Linked DNA regions of Mus musculus: all the other regions are linked to region 1. The links are chromatin contacts, called in public HiChIP or PLAC-seq, Micro-C and promoter capture Hi-C maps. All regions are on one chromosome and are shown on one strand. Each heading gives the region's core, a stretch centred on a gene start, on an enhancer-like site or on the middle of the called end of the contact. The rest is flanking DNA. Distances are from core to core; before and after follow the strand shown.

The links. Promoter capture Hi-C pulls out the DNA fragments that hold promoters and counts their contacts. A called contact is a pair of places that touch in the nucleus more often than the background predicts. HiChIP or PLAC-seq counts read pairs in DNA pulled down with a chosen protein or histone mark.
Region 2: a contact with region 1 is called in a Micro-C map of the G1E-ER4 cell line, with 4 times the contacts expected there. The contact joins the promoter of Pard6b here to the promoter of Zfp64 in region 1. A contact is called at or near these places in 1 of 15 datasets of contacts at CTCF or cohesin (embryonic stem cells), 1 of 484 Hi-C or Micro-C datasets (the G1E-ER4 cell line) and 1 of 115 datasets of contacts at active chromatin or transcription factors (embryonic stem cells).
Region 3: a contact with region 1 is called in an H3K4me3 HiChIP or PLAC-seq map of neural tube, with 4 times the contacts expected there. The contact joins the enhancer-like site here to the promoter of Zfp64 in region 1. A contact is called at or near these places in 1 of 39 promoter capture datasets (liver), 4 of 115 datasets of contacts at active chromatin or transcription factors (embryonic limb bud, forebrain, large pre-B cells and 1 more) and 1 of 9 other capture datasets (adipose tissue).
Region 4: a contact with region 1 is called in an H3K4me3 HiChIP or PLAC-seq map of neural tube, with 6 times the contacts expected there. The contact joins the enhancer-like site here to the promoter of Zfp64 in region 1. A contact is called at or near these places in 2 of 39 promoter capture datasets (hippocampal neurons and liver), 7 of 115 datasets of contacts at active chromatin or transcription factors (astrocytes, embryonic forebrain, embryonic hindbrain and 4 more) and 1 of 9 other capture datasets (adipose tissue).
Region 5: a promoter capture Hi-C map of embryonic stem cells shows a contact between it and region 1, with 2.1 times the contacts expected there. The contact joins the promoter of E130018N17Rik here to the promoter of Zfp64 in region 1. A contact is called at or near these places in 3 of 39 promoter capture datasets (embryonic stem cells and stem cell-derived epiblast-like cells) and 1 of 115 datasets of contacts at active chromatin or transcription factors (pancreatic cancer cells).
Region 6: a contact with region 1 is called in an H3K4me3 HiChIP or PLAC-seq map of embryonic hindbrain, with 5 times the contacts expected there. The contact joins the enhancer-like site here to the promoter of Zfp64 in region 1. A contact is called at or near these places in 3 of 39 promoter capture datasets (hippocampal neurons, liver and pre-B cells), 4 of 115 datasets of contacts at active chromatin or transcription factors (astrocytes, embryonic forebrain, embryonic hindbrain and 1 more) and 1 of 9 other capture datasets (pancreatic islet).
Region 7: an H3K27ac HiChIP or PLAC-seq map of embryonic stem cells shows a contact between it and region 1, with 3 times the contacts expected there. The contact joins the enhancer-like site here to the promoter of Zfp64 in region 1. A contact is called at or near these places in 3 of 39 promoter capture datasets (hippocampal neurons and liver), 11 of 115 datasets of contacts at active chromatin or transcription factors (the SCID.adh cell line, acute myeloid leukemia, astrocytes and 5 more) and 3 of 9 other capture datasets (adipose tissue, liver and pancreatic islet).

What each region holds. Positions count from the first base shown.
Region 1 is chr2:168,954,293-168,956,992 of GRCm38.p6, forward strand. Zfp64 (zinc finger protein 64) reads right to left here and starts at 1,295. Exons shown (of 6, transcript NM_009564.2): 1 at 827-1,295. The coding sequence starts at 872. Gm39993 (a long non-coding RNA gene) reads left to right here and starts at 1,791. Exons shown (of 2, transcript XR_867023.3): 1 at 1,791-2,354.
Region 2 is chr2:168,079,671-168,082,370 of GRCm38.p6, forward strand. Pard6b (par-6 family cell polarity regulator beta) reads left to right here and starts at 1,334. Exons shown (of 3, transcript NM_021409.2): 1 at 1,334-1,689. The coding sequence starts at 1,624. Gm39990 (a long non-coding RNA gene) reads right to left here and starts at 1,056. Exons shown (of 2, transcript XR_867010.1): 1 at 830-1,056; 2 at 1-90.
Region 3 is chr2:169,789,174-169,791,873 of GRCm38.p6, forward strand. The region is part of intron 1 of Tshz2 (teashirt zinc finger family member 2); the gene reads left to right. Among named protein-coding and RNA genes, the nearest start is that of Gm34344, 120 kb to the left of the region's middle. Within about 2 kb of position 1,443, at least 160 of the 459 cell types and tissues checked have an H3K27ac peak or open chromatin away from gene starts, as enhancers often do. A contact at or near this core is called in adipose tissue, embryonic limb bud, liver and 1 more, where this site is marked.
Region 4 is chr2:169,859,380-169,862,115 of GRCm38.p6, forward strand. The region is part of intron 1 of Tshz2 (teashirt zinc finger family member 2); the gene reads left to right. Among named protein-coding and RNA genes, the nearest start is that of AY702102, 100 kb to the right of the region's middle. Within about 2 kb of position 1,417, at least 9 of the 459 cell types and tissues checked have an H3K27ac peak or open chromatin away from gene starts, as enhancers often do. A contact at or near this core is called in neural tube, where this site is marked.
Region 5 is chr2:168,153,180-168,155,879 of GRCm38.p6, forward strand. It overlaps E130018N17Rik (RIKEN cDNA E130018N17 gene), which reads right to left and starts at 1,334. Exons shown (of 2, transcript NR_040327.1): 1 at 1,175-1,334; 2 at 1-572.
Region 6 is chr2:169,825,246-169,827,945 of GRCm38.p6, forward strand. All of the region lies in intron 1 of Tshz2 (teashirt zinc finger family member 2), which reads left to right. Among named protein-coding and RNA genes, the nearest start is that of AY702102, 140 kb to the right of the region's middle. Within about 2 kb of position 1,281, at least 13 of the 459 cell types and tissues checked have an H3K27ac peak or open chromatin away from gene starts, as enhancers often do.
Region 7 is chr2:169,918,044-169,920,743 of GRCm38.p6, forward strand. It overlaps a transcript of Tshz2 not described here. Among named protein-coding and RNA genes, the nearest start is that of AY702102, 44 kb to the right of the region's middle. Within about 2 kb of position 1,383, at least 16 of the 459 cell types and tissues checked have an H3K27ac peak or open chromatin away from gene starts, as enhancers often do. A contact at or near this core is called in adipose tissue and embryonic stem cells, where this site is marked.

The DNA of each region.
Region 1 (2,700 bases), core at 45-2,544:
TCCAGAGTAAGTCATCTGGTGGGGTCGTCCCTCTTTAAAACACAACCCGAAGTCCACAGCACTGGAAGACACTGAGACACATGGGGTGGGTGGGGACTGGGTTTAGAGTTCAGAGGACACTCAGGCAAGTTTGGGGAGCCAATGGCTATAATATCTGCAGTTAGCAAAGTGACTCAGGTGTTTGCGAACCTTGTCCACAGCTTTTCAAACATCTGAGGCTCCAGGCACAAGGAAAGACCTGGGATTCCGGCCCCACCCTCCCTCGGAGACCTGCAGGGGATGGACCAAGCAGCCTGTTTTGAACACATGCGCTCCAGGTGGCCGGTCCACGGTTCAGTCCGTGGCCCGTACTTTGGGGAACAAAGGCACATGGAGATAGCAATAGCTTATAGGATGTCAGGAAAATAGCAGAACCTCAAACTCACTGCAAGTCACCCCCAGCCAGGTCTTTCACACCCATATCATCCCCTACCCTGAGTGCCAGGATGGCTCTGCAAACCTGTCCGCGAGCCCCTCAGGGATGCTCCAACCTGAGCCACTGAAGCAGAAGTTTCCCTACCAGTTGGCCTGGATCACCCCACTTTCTCCTCTCCTCTGCGCCCCAAACTCCACCCGGCGGGGCAGGGGAGGTGGTGACAGTCTCCTCGCCGCGTGGCCTCCCCTGGTCTTGCCTCCCCTGGGGTACTGCAAGAGTTCCAGGCGGCTCCCGACCTGACACGCCGACTGGGCTGGCGGGGACAGGCATGCAAGGTGCGCCGTCACCCCGATCCCGGGGCCTGCTGGCTCTGTCCGGGCCAGGCCCCAGCTGCGTCTGTTCAGTACTTACTTTGCATCGATCCAGAAAAGGTGTCTCCTTCCACGCTCGCGTTCATGGCCCCAGACCTTGGGGCGCCGCTCCCGGAGCCCCACGGCTCGCTCTACATTATGCAAAGACTTTTCTCCTGCATATTTCCCGCACCAGCCAGTCTTCTCCCAACTCTGTGAGGCGGGGACGGATGTACAACCAGCGCCACTTCCGCTGCCTAGAGGGCGCTGGCCCCTTGCACCCAGCCCGACTCCCAGGCGGTGCTCTCCCGAGGAACCGGGAAAGGTCGTGGAGTCTAAGACCCGAGTACACCGATCCCTCCACCCTATCCCAGGCATGCCAGGGACTCTGTGGTCGCCTTGCGCCTTTGCATCTTGCCCTCCTGGAGACGCTCATTCCTTCGCAGATGCCAGGAGGATGCGCTGCCGGCCTGGGAGAGTGGAGCCCCAAATCCCGGGGTGCTCCCCTAGGGCAGATCCGGCAGCGTAACACCGGGGCGGGGCCTTTGCCCTGCTGCTGGGTTGAGCCGGTGAGATGGCTCAGCAGGGGTAGGGCACACGTCACCAAGCCTGGTTTCCTGCCAGCCAGCTCACATGGTGGAAACAGACTCAAGCATCTGCATGTACAATATAAGTAACTTAAAAAAAAAAAAAAAAGAGATTAGTGTGTAGTAGATGGGAGAATTCATTGGGGCTCTGCTCCACGGGGGCTTCAGTATTTCACGCAGCATGGAGGGTTTGTTAGAATTGCTTGGGGATGGTGAACTGGAAAGAAGGCATAGTGGCTAAGAGTCTGTGCTGCTCTTGCAACGAATCCCAGCGCCCACATTAGGTGACTCACAACTATTTGCAACTCTTCCCCGAGAATCCTGCACTGAAGAACTGACCTTAGCTCTAACCTTGAGCTTACCCAGAAGGTTCCACAGCCCCTTTTTATTTCCTGTTATGATCTAAGCCACAAAGTCACTCCAAGGGTCAGACTCTGAGAGGTTTATTGGGGAGGGGCTTAGAGTGGCTGCCTCTGGGAAGGGTGGAGGTGAGCAAGGGCGTTGATCAAAAAGAGGCGGGAAGAAAGTCCGCCTTTTAGGGACTATAGCACATGCGCAGGGGAGGAATGTGGCTCAACTTGGCTCCTACTGATGACGTAATTGCCGTCTCAGGGTCCCTGGGTAGGTTGTGGAAGATGTCTAGTAACTACCATCCCTCCCTTTCGTTCAATATAAAAGAGGAGGAACTAAGAAGGGGTGATGTTGAGGCCGGAGAGCAATTTGGACTATTTCCTGTTGTCCGGGGTTGTCGCATGTTCGGGCATTGCTGATCCTCACCATCAGGGCACACTCCGTAACCATGAGACTCAGGCTTTGTGGCTAGCAGCCCGTAGTCCCGTAACAGTAAATTAGTTGTTTGATTAGAGAGTTTTTTGAGTTTGTTGTTGAAGAAATGCCAGAGGAGAAGAAATTGATAAAAGAGGGTTCGATGACAGCCAGGAGGGGCAAGATTTGAACTGCCCTTTCATCATGTCTGGCAGCTATTGCGTGCAACAGGAATTGGTAAGAGCTCTTCTCCGTGTGTCACCCCCAACTTGGGGAAGAGAAATATTAGCATGCAAACTCCTGACCAACTAGGGTGGTAGGCCAGAGTGCCACAAAGAATCGAGGGGATATGAACGGGCAGGCACTGGGGCTGAGATGAGGTAGCAAGGTTACGGTTTTGTTGCAGTCTAGGGAACGTGTCCCAGGTGCCATAAGACAGTTTGTCACACCAAAGAGGATGATATGAAAAAAGGGAGTCAGAGTGACCCCAGGCTCAGTGAATTTGGTGAATGGGGAGGGAGGGTTATTTGACAGGGTCACAGGAGAAGCTATAAGAGGCAGTTGTGAGCTAGTCCCAGGAGGC
Region 2 (2,700 bases), core at 84-2,583, 870 kb before region 1:
AGAGTGGGCAGGAGTGAAGGCCCCTGATCAGCTAGCTCTTCAGCCCTCTGTGGGGTAGGAGGGTCGTCGAGGGAGACTTTCACTTTTCTCCTAGCACCAGCAAGACCAATGGGTAAACAAAACAGAGAGAGAGGCAGCAGCCTCAGTGTGGGGCGCTCAGAGATTAGGAATTGGTGTTGTTACCCCAGGACACAGCTCGGTCACTGGGGGAACAGAACACAGCCCAGAGGCTGGCGTTGGTGCAAACAACAAACGGGCAAGAAATTGCTCCACAGAGAGACGACTTCAGCCTCAGAGGGCGGATGGTGAGGCCCGCAGGGAGCCAGGGCCTGTGGGGACCATCGCAGGCCTCAGCTCCCTGGTCCTCTCCTGATACCCAGGGCACCCTCGGGACAGGGAAGATCTAGAGCAGTGGTTCTCAACCTTCCTAATGCTGTGACCTCGCATTCTGATGACCTCCAGCCATAAAATGATTTTCCTAGCTACTTAACTGTAATTTTGCTACTGTTATGAATCGCAATGTAAATATCTGTGTTTTAGGTCTCAGGTGACCCCGGAGGAAGAGTCGTCCTGGGGTCAAGAGCCCACAGGTTGAGAAGCGCTGATTGAGACGAAAGTGCAGTTTCCAGGCCTAGACATCCCCCCACCCCCGACCCCCAAGCTTCTCCCTCTAATGACTGCTGCAGAGGCGGGAAAACTTGAAACTCTTTCCACAATAGTTTCAGGGGGCCGCCAAGAAGCCGCAGCATGGGGGGGGGCTCAGGCCGAAGAGGGGCCCCAGATGCCCAGTCACCCCACATCATCACGGCAAGGGAACGGCTGTACACACATTCCAAGCAGGTGACTAGGGCGCGTTAAAGATACGGGCGCTCCCGACCCGACCCAGCCGGCGAAAACGCTCGCGCGCATGCGCAAAATACACACCCTCCTGAACGGCAGTCCAGGTGCGCTCGCGCTTCCGGCCGGCCTTCCCCATCGCCTTCTCGGGGCGGAAACTCTACAGCCGGCGCATGCGTCCTACTGCTCCCCCGGCTCAATCCAGAGAGGCCCCAGAGCTTCAGGTGATCCCGCCCCTCCCTCGCAAGGCAGGACCAATCGCGAGGGCTGTGGGCGGGGCTTCCCAACCACGAGGCCCGCCCACGGGCCGCGCGAGCCCCGCAGGCTGCGTGCCGATTGGCTGACGCCGCGGGCGCAGGTGCGCGCTTCCCATTGGGTGTGGGCGGAGCGCAAGCCGCGCGCCGAAGCTGCAGGTGAGCGCGCGCACGTGCCGCGGCCGCGGCCCAGCTCGGTGCACGAGCGCGCGGGCGCGCGTCCGCGGGGGAGGCAGCGGATAAGGGAGGCTGCGGCGGCTGTAGGGCTGTGCTCCGCCCTCTCCTCACCGCCGCGGCCGCCGCCGCCCCCGAGCCTCGCTGGGAGGGACCGGTGTCCCCGCCTGCTGCACTGGCAGTCCGACCCTCAGGCCGCCGCGGAGCAGCCGGCACTGCGCTGCGGGGAGGACCTCAGCAGGTGCCGTGACGAGGCGCCGTGCGGCGCTTCGAGTCCCGAGCCCGCGCTCCGCGGCCCCGCCGCCCGCGCTCCCGAGGGCCGGCCCCCGACGAGGCCGCCGGCGGCCGGGCACTCAGCATGAACCGCGGCCACCGGCACGGGGCGAGCAGCGGCTGCCTGGGCACCATGGAGGTGAAGAGCAAGGTGCGCGGCCGGGCGGGGCAACGGGGGCGAGGGCCGGTGGGATGGTCGACGCGGGGCTGCCCCGTGAGGACGCAGAGTGGCGGGATGGTGGACCTCGGCTGCCCCTGTGGGAACGCGGGCGGAGGGCGAGCTGCTGGCCGAAGCACGTAGGAGAGAAACTTGGTGGAGCGCGGCGATGTGAGGCGTTTGCGTCTGCTCCGCAGCACAGCCCCTGTTTTCTATCCTTCATATTCCCGCCTTGCTTTTAGGGTGGGATGAGGATCGCTCCAGTGCAAGGTGATGGGATAACTTTGGGGGATCCCTTCACCCCGGGCACGAGCCAGAGGCTTTCGGAACACCTTGTTGTCTTCTCGTATAACCTTTTATTGGGGCTCGGGGGTACATCGAGTGGAGGAGAGCTCTTTTTCCAGCCCTAACTTTGGTATGCGTCTAATCTATGAAATTAGCGCTATCGCCTTACTCTGGTGCTGCGCTTGACAATTTGAGACGCTGCTGTTTTCATTCCGACTCTTCATTCGGAATGCTTTCCCCCTTGGCGGATCTGCCAGTCTTCTGTTAGTGACTTCAGTGTCGGTGGGATTCCTCAATCCCAAGGCCGGGTGAGCAGAGTAGCCCGTGGGGATTAGCTGGAGAATGCCGTCTTCCAAAAGGGGCTTTTCAGATGGAATCTGAAGGTGATCCGTAGCCACCGGAACATGTCGCCAAGCTTCTCCTGACTTTGAACGGCCAGGAGGGGCAGGATTATGTAGCCTGGTTCTCGGAGAGTTCTGAAATGATAAGAAACCCTGCTTTTAAAGGGTGTGACTTCCCCCAAACTCGGCTGTAGGACCAGGTCTTGCCGATGGCTTTTTACTGAGCAACTTGTAAAACGGTGGTAGAGGGCATTGCTGACCGTGAGAATTTAGAGCAAAATTGTGGCTAGACACACAGAAGGAGCGGTGTATCGAACACCCACTGCAAAAATAAGAAGCGTGGTGGTTAAGGGACCCCTGGGGGAATGTCGGTCCGGGA
Region 3 (2,700 bases), core at 193-2,692, 840 kb after region 1:
TCACTGATCCTGGACTGAGTCCCAGAGATCTGCATGCCTTTGTTTCACAAGAGATCAGAGGTGTGTGCCACCAATGCCCATGGCTCTGGAGATCCAAACAGGGTCTTCTGCTTACACGGCAAGCAGTTTGATGGCAGAGCTATCTCCCCGGCCCCTGTGAATCATTTTGCCTGCTTTAAGCCTACTTCCCTCTGCGGTATCCAGTTCTGTCCCATCTATACAGAAGATACATGCAAAACAAATGGCAACTGGACTTTTTGGTTGTTACAAAGCTTAAATAGAAATGTTTGTGAAAACCTGGGAAAGTTAGTGTATCTTTGGGACAATCTTTGAGCATTTTTCTATATCAGACTGCTTAGCATGCCAACTTCAACTCATCCCTGGAACATAATCTTTTCTAGGTTGTTTGATTTCAGATTTTTAAGATAAGGGTTCTCAATTGGGGCAACTGTTTCGCAGTGGATGTCCAGAGACACCCAGGGAAATTTTTTCTTGGTCTCACTGGTGTGAAGTGCTTTCAGGTCTCAGTGGGTGGAAACCAGGGTGCCTACTCAACATGTCACCTACCCTATCCCAGGTGATGACACACCGATTCTTAGACATCCCACATAGGAATAAACTACTTGTCTGTGTCTTAATTTTCTGTTGTGAGTTTAGCACAAAAGTATAAGCCCAACTGTTCAGTATCAGTCAGATGTGGCTGAGTTTGTCTTTTCCAGTCAGAGCCTCGAGTGTATAGAAATGATACAGCTTGATAATGGATGGTTTTGAATTTAACATGTGTGGATGATGGGATGAGAAGAGGGTGGGAAAATGAGGAGAAAGGTAGGGAAGCCATTCCTGCGCCTCCCCATGACTGTCATCGCATGAGACCTTGCTGTTCTTCAGGTGACAATCTCTGTGAAGTGGGAATACCGGGGAGAGCAGCCATTGGGAATGTTATTGTCTTCCCTTGGGAGCTGTGTAAAACTGGCTACTTTGTGCTTAGCAAACAAATCTCTGACTTGACTCACTTCTCCCCCCCCATACCCCTCACCCCCCAGGCCCCCAACCCACCCCCAACCCCAACCCCTCCCCACCCCGGTGAGACTCCTAAGGAGAATAGAATCTCACAGGGTGAGATTCACCCTTCCCTCCCTCAGGCGCCAACAGAGGTGAACACTTGGTCCATGCCCTGTGTGCTACAAAGACCTCAGCCATGCCCGCACACGGTGTGGCCCACTGGATGCCAGCTTCTCTCCAGACACTATTCCTCTTGTTTTGATCTGATTTTTTTTTTTCCTTTCCTAAGTTCAAACTTTTCCCGTCTCCTTTCCCATCTGTCTGGGAGGCAAAACTGATTCCTGACAATGTTCTGGTCAGCTCTTTTAGATTTTTTCCCCCTTTGGGGGGAGAAAAGTTGATTTCCTGTTCTAGTGAGCCATACATCACTGACATCTCAGTCTGTGCTGCTTGTCTGTGACAGAATGACAGGTGTCATTTATCACTGGGGCTTGCGGAAGCTGTGGGAAGAGCGATTGAATTTTTTTTCTTTCTTTCTTTCTTTTTTTTTTTTTCCTGGGCTGCCAGATCATTAAAAAGGGGGCTTTCCAAAGAAAGCTGTGTGTAACCCGAGTGCACTTACTGTCAGCGGAAACCTGGGAGAAGGGAGAAAGCAAAGGGGCGGAGAGAAAGGGAGGGAGGGCGGATAGGAGGAGCCAGTGCCAGTAGCTGTGCCGCTTGCCCTGGCTCAGCTCTTGCCGGTGCATGCTAAGTAAGGCCTTAAGAGATTTCCGCCTGGCAGGGGTGCCAAGGAGGAAACTGGAACAGGAAACCTCTTTGATACTCCTGCTATGCATCCCTCGCCTGAGGGTGGGGAGACACGTTCTGTACTGGATGGGGCTGGACTTGAAGTAAGATCTGCACAGAGGGCAGGCAGGAAAACCTATCTGAACTAGAGGAAAGGACTCTGTAAATCACAAGTGGAAACCGAGACCTGCTGGCAGGCTCGTCCCCCAAGGAGACATTTACAGCATCCTGTTTGCAGAAGCGCACTCGGAAAGTGCCCAAGTATATCTTCTAAGTGCATCTCTCCTTTTGGCACCATCTCTACCACCAAATGGCTCCAGGGACCAGGAAACAGACTCCTGGCTTATCAGGTTTTTTTGTTGTTTCTTTTTTCTTCCCGAAATGGGAAACTTCCCTTCTCCTGCCCCCATGGATGGTATCAAAGCGATAAAAACAAGTTACTCTCTAGTGCTAACTTTGTGCTATTTTAAGTAACTTCTTTTTATCTTATTGTTTTTACATTACAGTGTGTGTGTGTATGTGTTTGTATGTGCGTGCATGTGTGTGTGTGTGTGTGTGTTTGTGTGTGTGTGTGAGCACACTTATAGAGGTTAGAAAACAACATTCAGTATACAAAGTAGGCACTGGGGATTTGATCTCAGGTCATCAGGCTTGGCTGCAAGCGCCTTTACCCTATAAACCATCTTGCCAACTCTTCTGTGTCTCAGTTTAACCTTCACTACCATTCTCAGATGGCTGGCTTCTTTACTTTTAGCAGGTGGCACTGATATTCAGGGCTGTGCAGTTCCAAACCGCAAGGTGTCCTCTGTGGCCAGGTTGGGCTTCAAAGTCAGGCTGTTTAGTTCTGGGGCCTCTGCTCTTAGCCAAAGAGTCATTGCGCAGTAAGGCCTTTGTGAGTGTTTGTAAGTCTGG
Region 4 (2,736 bases), core at 167-2,666, 910 kb after region 1:
TTCCTGGATGTTTTCATCTTATCTTTAATCTGGGGCTTCAGATATATCTCAGTGGTAGAGCCCTTGCCTAACATACACAAGGCTCTGGGTTCTACATAAATAACTGATGGCAATAATTTTAAATTTTCTTTAAAGTGGGTGTGTTTGCTTCCTTGCTTTCTCCTTGTTTCCTCTTCAGATCATCTCCCCTTTTTCCTTTGCAGATGAGGAGAGTGGGGTTTTCACACTGCCGCTGTAAGCACACACACACACACACACACACACACACCCCTAATTCAGATGCTAATGAGCCTAGAGGTCATGAGGACTTTGGGGCTAGGTCTAAGATTTGAGTCTCAGCTTGCCCTCTTCTAACAATAATTTGGGGCAATCTATAAAGACAGACACTTTAAACACTTTCCCTGAATGGCTGAGCTGGGGTATAGTAAGCAGAAGCTGCTGCTGTCATGGCATGGATGTTCAGTCTACAGCCATAGCCTCCTCTCTCCTCCCGGGCCTGCCGTTGGGTAGTCACAGCAAGACCTCTCTCTACAGAGGACCTGGCCTCCTGACTTTAGACGCGCTTTAATGGATGAGGGAGATGTCATCGAGCAGCTGGCAACTTGGGAGGTTGGATTAACAAAGAAGTTGTGATGCTCTGAGGCTGGGGGTCTGAATGGCTGCTTTAAAACAAGAAATGGACACCTCAGGCGTATTGGCATGGGGTTCAGAGACTTCTTTGTTGTAGGGGCTCTCTGTGTGTCCATGGAAGGATGCTCAGTGACCCCCTTCACCTCTCCCCTCCAGATACCAACAGAGTCCTCCCCATGACTGGCCTCACCTCATCTGAGACAAAGATGCTCATAGAGACATCTGTGAGTCCCATAAGAGGCCAAAGTCACCCCTGGTGAGATTTACATCTTGTGGGGTCTGATGCTACTTTCTAAGGTGAACTTTCACAAACACTGGCGTGGCCCCCCCAGAATTGAAGCTTCCTTCAAGAGTTAGGAAAATTTGGGGTCACAGATTTACATGTCAGTGTAGAAAACGCAATTTGCTTTGCATGCACAACTTCCTGCGCCAACAAAGAACTTGGGAAAAGAAATCGCTGATCTCACACCATCTTATTGAATAACATTTTTGCAAGCTCTAGGCCTCCCTACAGAAGAGCAGGCACCCAGGGCAGCTAATACTATAATAAGGAATGTACAGAGCCCCATTACCAGCACATTCCTAGGAAACACTTCAAAGCTGGTTTTGTTTTTTTAAAAAAAAATCAAAACAAACAAGGGTCAGCAGGTCTCCCTTACAGCCTCTGTCTATTTATAATTATATTTTTATATAAACACATTTCATAACTGTGGCAAAGGCTTCATGGGCTCACGGTGGCAAGTGTTCTTCAAAACCGTCTTTAATTATTCATTTAGCTCTCCTATATTTTATCTTCCTTTTCATAAATGTTAATCTTTATTATTGCCTTCCTGGGGGGGGGGGAGGAAAACACCCCCTCGCACGCGGTCACACCTGCTATTAAGTAGCCTCTCAGGGTGACGTGGATGAATTTGGTGAGTGGTTTAATTGTCTCCTGTCTGCAGTTTTATATGGTTTCTATCAAACTGAAGGGTAATTTTTTTTTTCCGGGTGCTGCTTATTTTAAATGTACAAAACCCTTGTGTGTAACTCCATTAGATTCCCTACAGCATTGCAATCTACCGTTTCCCCGGGGCTCTTGTGAAATATTGATGGGGCCCTTGCTTTTGTGGCTTCCTGTGATACACTGAGCATTTGTCTGATGTTAGCTGAGCTTGAATGTATCTGTTCAGACCTAGCTCGGCAGTGACTTCAAAGGGAGCAGGACTGTAGCAATATTTTCCCTCATTTTTTTTTCTTTCCATATTTTTTTTTCATTTTCTCTTTTTAAACAAACTAGGGTGCCAAAGCTTTGACACGATACTCGTCTTCTAAAGGTCACTTTTGAAAAAGTTCAAATCGAGGACTCCTGGGTACCGAGCAAACCGCCAATATCTATCTACCGGTGACGTGTGCTTGTAAGGATCACATGTGACTTTAGGTGGTTTGATGCGGACAGAGTCCTGTCTGGCAACACATATGTGCATACATGTGGCATGCACATGCGCACACACAGGATCGGGGAGGAGCCTGGTTTTGTGGATTTGCCAACATCTACAAACAGATGAGAAAATTCACTTCAGACACACCTGTTTCCAGATGTTGCTCTCTCTGTTGAACGTCCCAGCACTTGAGACCAGGGTTCATTTTGGTCCATGGTCTCTGCTTGGCCTGTGAATCTATCTGTGGATACATTTTTAAACAGCCTTGTAGCAGTCTGATGATCTTCAACACGGGTGTCCTGGCCTTGCCTGGTCTTGCACCATGGGCTTGGTTCATGTGTGCTGTGGAGGGTTTTCTTGGGCTTCAGAGGAAGTTTATCAGCATGTCCCAGGCCTAGATGCTAGTTAGTATTAACTCTCTCCCTCAGATGGTGACAGCTACAATACCTCCAGACATTTCCACATGTCCCTCGAGGGCGCAGGGGTGTAACTGCCCCCTCTCCTGATCAAGAACCTAGACTTTAAGCATCCCAAAGTGTGCCTCCAGTACAATATAGAAGTATTGGTCGCTCCAGTGTCACAGACAGTGTGACAGCGGGGGAGGGGGGGGGGAGAGGGCTGGTTTCCAGATGAACATTTCAGATGAGCAGTACAGTTTGTTGTTTGATTGCATATGTGTGGACAC
Region 5 (2,700 bases), core at 84-2,583, 800 kb before region 1:
CAATCAAAGGAGAGAAAAGAAACCCAGCCTTAGGTCAGTGGAGCAGGGCTCTGGGGAACGGAGCCTGAGGAGCAGGCCAGAGCTTAAGCCGCACACAAGAGCATCCCACCTGAAGACTGTTCCAGTCCGTGTGAAGGGAGCTTTGAGCCAGGCCTGTGCCCCCTCAGGTCTGCAGGAGACCATAGCTGATGTCTGCAGCCAACCTGGGTCTGCCCTCAGCGCCATGTGCCCAGAGGCTCAGTAGCTCACTAATTTGTTGTTAACCACTGTTTGTTTCCTGCCAAGCCAAAACATCTTGTTCATGAGGTTTTACCTTGATGAATTTTCTCCATGAGAGGTACTTTCCAGTGAAGGAAGGATCCAGGACTCAGGGCAGAGGCTGTCCATGCAGCAGGCAGTCTGGCTATGGTGGCCTAGACTGGCTTTTCACCTTAATCCAGCAGGGCTAGAAGAGACCAGGAGGCCAGGTGGTCCCAGGAAAACTAGTCAGGGGCCCTGGTGGCAGAAGGGACACTTTGCCCACAGCAGAGCAGGCATGAGACGGAACTGCAGGGAGACGGGAACAGATTCTCCTGTTTGGGAAAAAGCTGGACGTCAGACATTTTTTTATTTTTGAAACAAGGTCTTGCTTTGCAGCCCTGGCTGGCCCAGAACTTGGCATGTAGACCAGGCTGCATGTTGGCCCCGCAGCAAGGCTTAGCCTGGGTATACTGGTACACTCCTGTAATCCCAGCATTTGGGAGGAAGAGGCAGGAAGATCAGAAGTTTCAGGTCAGCCTCAGATTAGCTAGAGATGACCTTTAACTCCTAATCCTCCTGCCCCTGGCTCTGCCCCTTCAGAGGCCTCTGAGATCAGATGCATAGAATGAGGGACATCTGTCCATCAGGTTGTACTAGCTCCAGCCCAGACTTCCCAGCTCTTAGCTTTGGCCCCTGATTCTGACGTCTTATAAAAACTCCAGAGACAGGTGACTCCACTTTACAAGGAAGGAGCTCTAGGCTCAAAGACCTCACAGTGTCCCTCTCCCTGCCTGTGTTCTGTCTGGGTGGACCATAGCCTCTGTCCTACCCATGGTGACACGTGGGCGAAAGGATCTGACCCCAGCTATGAAGTCCCAGAGGGACCCTGGGTAGGATCCCTCGGCTACCATCTACCCAGTTACATTTCCAGTACCTGCAGAGGGCACGTGCTCTTCCTCAAGGTTGTGCACCCAGTAGGTGCTCAATACATTCCAGAGATATCTGACCTTCCAGCTCTGTTTGGCTCTCTGTCTGACAGCAGAGAGCTGACAGAGAAGAAATGGCGGCTGTAGGGAATGCTGCCCTGCCCTGGCTGGCCTGTAGGGGTCGTCCTTGGGTGCTAGGCTTGGAGTCCCTCCCTTCCCCACCCCCAGCCAGCAGGAGAGAGGCTTAGCTGGGCCTCCTCCCCCAGCGGGGGGCCCCAGGAGGGCCATGGGGAGGAGCCTGCCTGGCTGGAGCTGGGAGGGCTCTTGCTGAAACACAAAGCAGCCAGGGGAGGTTCCAGGCGCCTGCTGGCAGCTCTGAACCGGCTTCTTTCTCTTCCTGCCTTCAGCAGTCCTGGTGGTAAAAACGCCGCATGACAGATGGCTAATACCGAAGCAAAGATGGAGGCCGAGTCCCACACCTCCCCAGCACCCAGCCTCCTACACAATCATGCTTTTGTGTGTGTGTGTGTGTGTGTGTGTACACGCTCATGCCAAGGCAGCAAGCATACCTGTAGTGGTCAGAGTACAAGAGGTCAAATTGTTTCTGGGTTTTTGTTTTGTTTTGTTTGTTTGTTTGGTTGGTTGGTTTTTTGGAGAATCTTGTGTAAGACCAACTGGGTTGGAACTCTTGTTTTGTAGACCAGGGTGGTCACTTGCCTCTTCTTGCCAAATTTTGGTATTAAAGGTAAGCACCACCCTGTCTGGCTTAGAGAGCAGTTTATGGGCATTGGATCTTTCCACCATGTGAGTCCCTAGGATGGTGGAACCATTTGTCAGGCTTAGCAGCAAGCACCTGTACTCACTGAGCCATCTCATTGGCCCTGACCTGTGTTTTCAGATGGTTGTGTTCATGTTAAAGCTTTGGGGAGAGTCAGTTGGATTCTCATTATGACCGTGAGACGTTTTTATTTGGTGGTGGTGGGGTGTTTGTGTAGGCATAATGAGAAGCACCCCAACTTATTTGGTGGGGACACACTCAAAATTTCCTTTTCGCAAATCTGTGTCGTCCTCTGATGTCTGGGGCTTGTATGGTGACATGATTAATGGAACCTGCCTCTACTCCTGGGATCCCAAGAGCATCCAACCCAGGAGTGACAACCTGGAAGCTGTCCAACACAGCCAGATGCCCCTTGAAGGCCCGATGTCTGTCCTGGGTTATCAGATGGAAGATGGCTGTGGATAGTGGCCCAAGGCCAAGGGGTCCACCCTGTCTCCTCTGAGCTATCTGTGGTAATTTCCAGAAGGAACCCTGAGCTTCAAGCTCAGTAGGTAACGGCCTTGCCTAAGGAGCCTGAGCACCTGAGCTCTGTCCCTTGACCCCGAATTTCAAAAGCAGGGTGTGCAACCAAGTATGACCTTGTACGAGGCAAGTAAAACAGGGGGTTCAGGAGCTTAAAGTCACCCTCAGTGACATAGCAATCTCAAGACCAGCCTGGCACATAGGAGCCTCTTGTCTAAAAATTAAACCAGTTGG
Region 6 (2,700 bases), core at 31-2,530, 870 kb after region 1:
TCCAGTAATAAAAATTTCAGCTATACCGAATGGGAAACCCTTGGTGCATCTTTGATAAGACTTCCTAGGTACTTCCTAGCAAAGGCTAAGGGCCAAGCAAGTTGGCTAAGTGGTCCCACCAACTCTGGCACTCTCACTGAGCACATCCTCACCAGCCCGCTGTTTGGGGGGGGGGTGGATCACATCAAACCTGGGGAGCCCGGTTATAGGGGTGATCCCTCTCTTTACCTGCTTGCAGTGCTCACCTGGCCACATTTCCTTCCTGTTAAGTTCTTTCTCCCGTTCCCAAGTCATCTCTGCCTAACATCATCTAAGCGTAGCCACCAGCAGAAGAAGGTGATCCAGGAACACTCATCCCTGCTCATCACTCAGGGAGGAGTTATCTCTTTATGATCTAAACATAAAAGCCTTCCCCAACTTGAAGGTGGGGTGTGGGCAGGAGTACTAAGAAAGAAGAGGAGGAGGAGAAAGGAAGAGGAAGAGGGGAAGGAGGGGGAGGAAGGAGACCAAGATGAGGAGGGTGTGTGGAGGAGGAGGGAGAGGAGGAGGGAGAGGGGAAGGAGGAGAAGAGGACTACCATGAGGAGAAAGCAGCAGCTGCAGCCACAAGAGCACTGAGGAACAGATAGAGAGAATGACCCAGGGCCTTCATCTGGTTAATTACAGTCCTTCTATTTCTTTCATTAAGCCTGGTGGTTTTTAAAGGAGCCCCTGCCTTTGTGTGCGCTACCTGAACAGCTATGCTGCAGAGGGGGACTAGCTAATCAATTCCTGGCCCTGTGCCTTTTAGAATTCAATACCGCACAGATACAGAGCAGTGGTAATGGTTTTGACACACTCAGCGCATGGCCGGGAGCTACAGAGCACTTGGGAGGGGGTGTCACACCCAAATGAGTACACCTGGCCTCTGGTCCCGACACGGTGCCCAGAAAACATAGCCGTACGGTGAGAACTCCTGTCCACTCTGTCGATCCATTCAAGATGCGTCTTCCTCCTGAACCGGGATCGATTGGGTATAGGTACCTCCACCCTCCATGCCATTTGTCATTTCTGATATAATACCGTGTTATCGTTTAAGGCTGTAATGAGAGAGGTGTCTGTGCTTAAAACACACGGGTGTCGCAGGCGTTGACAAATGGCCGGACTGGCTTTGTCTCTGCCGCAGTGAGCAGTTGGCTGGCTGTTTGCTTTTTACCTTTTCTCCAAGAATAACCGTGGGACGCGTTCTGGAAGCGAATGGTATCGCTTTGTCAGTGGTGGCTCATGGCAAGCCGGGTGGTCCTCAAAGAACAGCTGCAGGATTTTAGCACCCGACAGGATGGGAGCCCAAGGCCCCCACGTAAATCTGAAATGACTCAAGCGTCACAGGGCTGCTTTTGCTTGCAAAGTTCTCAGGGCTCTTTGGGGGTGGGCCTTTTTTTTGTTTCTTTGTTTTGTTTTTTTTGTTTTGTTTTGTTTTGTTTCGTTTTGTAAAGTGAGAGGACAGGAAATGATGCTATTGGGAAGAGGAAAAGTAATGTGTGTTAGATAACCATTTTATTCAGGAGCATTTCTGGGAAGAAAGAGTTTCAGCAGGAATATGAGTATCCCCGGGGTAACTGGGGGTGGGGGTGGGGGTGGGGGTTGATGCACAGCGCCACAGGAGCAGCAGCCCAGACTAAGCAACTCACCTGGCACTCAGATCACCCACCCTTCTCATACATCATCAGGCCTTGCAGAAGAGGCTAGAGGCAGGTCAGGAAGACGCCGGCCCTGGCCCTGGAGGGACTCATGACGATGGTACTTAATCCATCAGGACGGGCAGTTTGTCAGGACAAACATCAGCTGTCTTCTTGCTCATATTTCCCTTCTCAGAACTCATGAGTCGCCCCACCACCACCACCACCACCACCAAACACCCCTACCATTCTGATTCAGATTTGCTGTGCTGTGTTTGGAGTGGTGGCACTTCAGTCTGTCTTCCTCAAGGGGAGGGGAGGGGAGGGTCGCTCATCCATCACCGACACCCATCATGCATCAGCACACAGTCCCAAGCTCCAAATCTAAACAGATTCTCTGAGAAGTATCTGACAGGAATCTCTGCACTCCACTTGGGGTGAGTCTGCCTGTTTCTGGAACATCCACCCAATTGTCAGCGTGCGGTACAAAATCTACACTTGACGGTGAAGTGCAGGTCAGAAAAGCTTGACCCCGAAAGTGGCCTGCTGGTTTTGAATTTCATGGGGCAGGAATGTTTCCTGGTGGTAATTTCACTCTTCCCAATCCTTCCAGGTGAGATTAAAGAAATAGATCCCACAGAGACCAGCCAGGAAGACCGTAGGAAATACAATGGCTTTGAGACAGAATAAGACCAGGAATAATTCGTTGTGACTGCAAGAAATGAGTGGAAATATAAATATAATTAGGGCTATCTCTATTCCATTGGATACCCAAACATATAATAAACACTAATAGGACCCATAGCCTCATAAATATACATAGTACTTTTAAAAAATTTTTTATTAGGTATTTTCTTCATTTACATTTCCAGTGCTATCCCAAAAGTCCGCCATACCCTCCCCCCCGCTTCCCTACCCACCCACTCCCACTTCTTGGCCCTGGTGTTCCCCTATACTGGGGCATATAAAGTTTGCAAGACCAATGGGCCTCTCTTTCCACTGATGGCCGACTAGGCCATCTTCTGATACATATGCAGCTAGAG
Region 7 (2,700 bases), core at 133-2,632, 960 kb after region 1:
ACTTGAGATAGTTCAAGTCTTCCGGAAATCGTAGTAGAGCTGCTTCAAGAAGGTTACGCCCAGTCCAAAGAAGCAGCTTGGAGAAGAACAGGGAGAAATGCCATGCTGGCCCAGGTCAGCTTCTGCGCTCAGGGTATCCAGGCACCTGTCGTTACACAGTGGGCGAGACTGAAAGGAACGGAGCTTAGCTGAGTGGGTGGGTTAGCGGGACTCAGATGGTGTGAGTGGGGGAGAAATAGCCTTCTCTGGAGATGGTTTTCAGCGAGAAAGCTCTCTTTATCTGAGGGTCAGCAGGGGCTATATAAAGCTTAGGGAGTGGGTAGGGGTTTTACAGTGAATAAGCATCATTGGCTGAGGCTGAGGTTCAAGAATGCTTCATTTACATGCGCTTGCTGGGCACGTCCTAACAGAGAGAGAGGAAGTTTAACCTATACTTCGGCCACCAGGCTACAGGACTATCTCAAGGGTGGTGGAGGTGAAGGTCATAAGGCTTCCATGTAGTGGACATACAGGCCCAAAGCAAGGGGAAGACAGCACTGCGCCTGCAGGGCTCGGGACAAAATTTTCAGGGTTTGGAAACGGCCTCATTCTTGCTCCAGACTGGTTTCCCAGTCACATGACTTTCCAGCCCCACAGTGCTGCTTCAGGCAGGTTTAGGGAAGACTTGCCCAAAGAGGAAGATCTGAACTAAAAACAGAACAAAAGAGAAAAACAGCGAATAGTGATGTCAGGGCATGCTCTAGGGCCTTGTTTTTTAAATGATCTTACAGCAACAGGAGAGGCCGTTCATTCAGGCTGGGGTGTACCACAGTGAAACCTAAGGATTTTCTAATTATTTTTAATTATGACTTCCATTTATATCTTCTATAAATTACAAGAGTTCCAATTGGTCTGACGACAAGGGTTATCGATTTTTTAGACTTGAGAATTAACTACCAATATTTAAAAACCCAAGAAATGGAGTTAAATACATAGATTTCCAACTTCTCAAACTCTTGGGGAAGGCCCACCTTGCCACATAGACTCCCTGGAGCTAAGGACCGTGGTCCCTTTGCATAGGGTACACTTTCTCCAGTTAACTGCCATCCCCACCTCTCCCTGCTTCATATAACCTACTATTTACATATTCAAATGTCTGCATCATGAGTCTAAATTAGTGAGTACAGTAGCACAGATAAAGGCTGAAGGGACTCTGGCCAGCTGGAGCAACTTGCCTCTGGCAGTCCTTGCCCTTCTCCCCCATTCCCTCTGCCTCCCTAAAAACCATTAGATTACATTCCTAAAGCCAGCCACCAAGGTCTATTCCCTTATTTGGCCACTTCCTCCTCCTGAGGCTGACTATCAAGGTCCAGCAATCAAAGTATTGAAGTCCAGCAATGAAAAAGCCCCTTTTGACTCACCTAATTAACATGCCAAATCAAAACCTAGCACAGCCTCCTAGGCCATTCTAACAGCCCTTCTCCTTTTCTCTTCTTAGACGTTGCACCTGCAAGGTCATTTGCCGGTCTGTGTCTGCCAGAGCCACAGAGAGTGGCCGCTCTAACTTTTCTTCCCCCCTTTAATAAAGAATCTCTCTGTGAAAACAAGTGTTTGGGTGTGGCCTGTGCCTAATTCAGGTATAAAAGGAAGCTCCCCTCCCACCCCTGAGACACACACACACACCGAACCACTATGCTGGGATCTCCTTCAAAGGCTATTGCCCTTTGACTATCTCTTGGGATGAGTTCATAGCCCATTAAAACATTTGCCTCACACATAAAGCCCTGGGTTTAATTCCCAACACTACAGAGTCTTGTATAGTCCGTGATGACTCTGACTCCTGATTCTCCTCCTTCCATCCCCCGAGTTGTTCTAGGCCTGGACCACCACACCCAGTTCATGTGGTCAGGAGATCAGCCCGGGATTTATGCACGCTGGGCATGCACACCACCAACGGAGCTACAGCCCCGTTCTTCAGCTTTCTTTTTATTTAACAAACAGTCATAGTGTGTCTGGTATATAAAAGTGAATGTGCTAAGAAAAAAAAAACAGAAATTCAGAGTTAAAAGATACAAGCTTGTCTCTAGAAGCTCACAGATTTCTGGGAAGAAAAACTATAATTATAACAGTACCCTTTAAACACATATTCTATGTAGTCAAAACACTCTGAGATCTGTTGCCTCATCTGGTCCCTCCGGAAACATAAGTATATTGGCTAGTTTTATGTCAACTTGACCCAAGCCAGGGTCATCTGGGAAGAGGCTGTCTTAACTGAGAAAATGCTTCACATAATTGGCCAATAGGAAGTCTATAGGTCATTTTCTTGATTGATGATGAATGTTGGAGATCCAAGCTCATGTGATTAGTTCCACCCCTGGACAGGTGGCCCTGGGTACTGTAAGAAAGCAGGGAGAGCAATTCACGGAAAGCCAGTCTCCTCCAGGGCCTCAGTTTCAGTTCCTGACGCCAGGGTCCTGCCTTGAGTTCCTGCCCTGACTCCCTGGGATTCGGGACTTGGAGCTGTAAGCTGAGATAAGTGGCTTTGTATCATGGTGTTTTAGCTCAGCAATAGAAACCCCAACAGAGACACTCTGGGAAAGCAAACCAGAGTACCGCTGGTGTCAGGCTGGGCGTTTGTAGAAAAATGGACCTGGGTAAGTGAATGTGTTTGCTTAGATGACAAAGCAGCTGAGCCAAAGGAGAGAGAGTCAAACCTCGGGT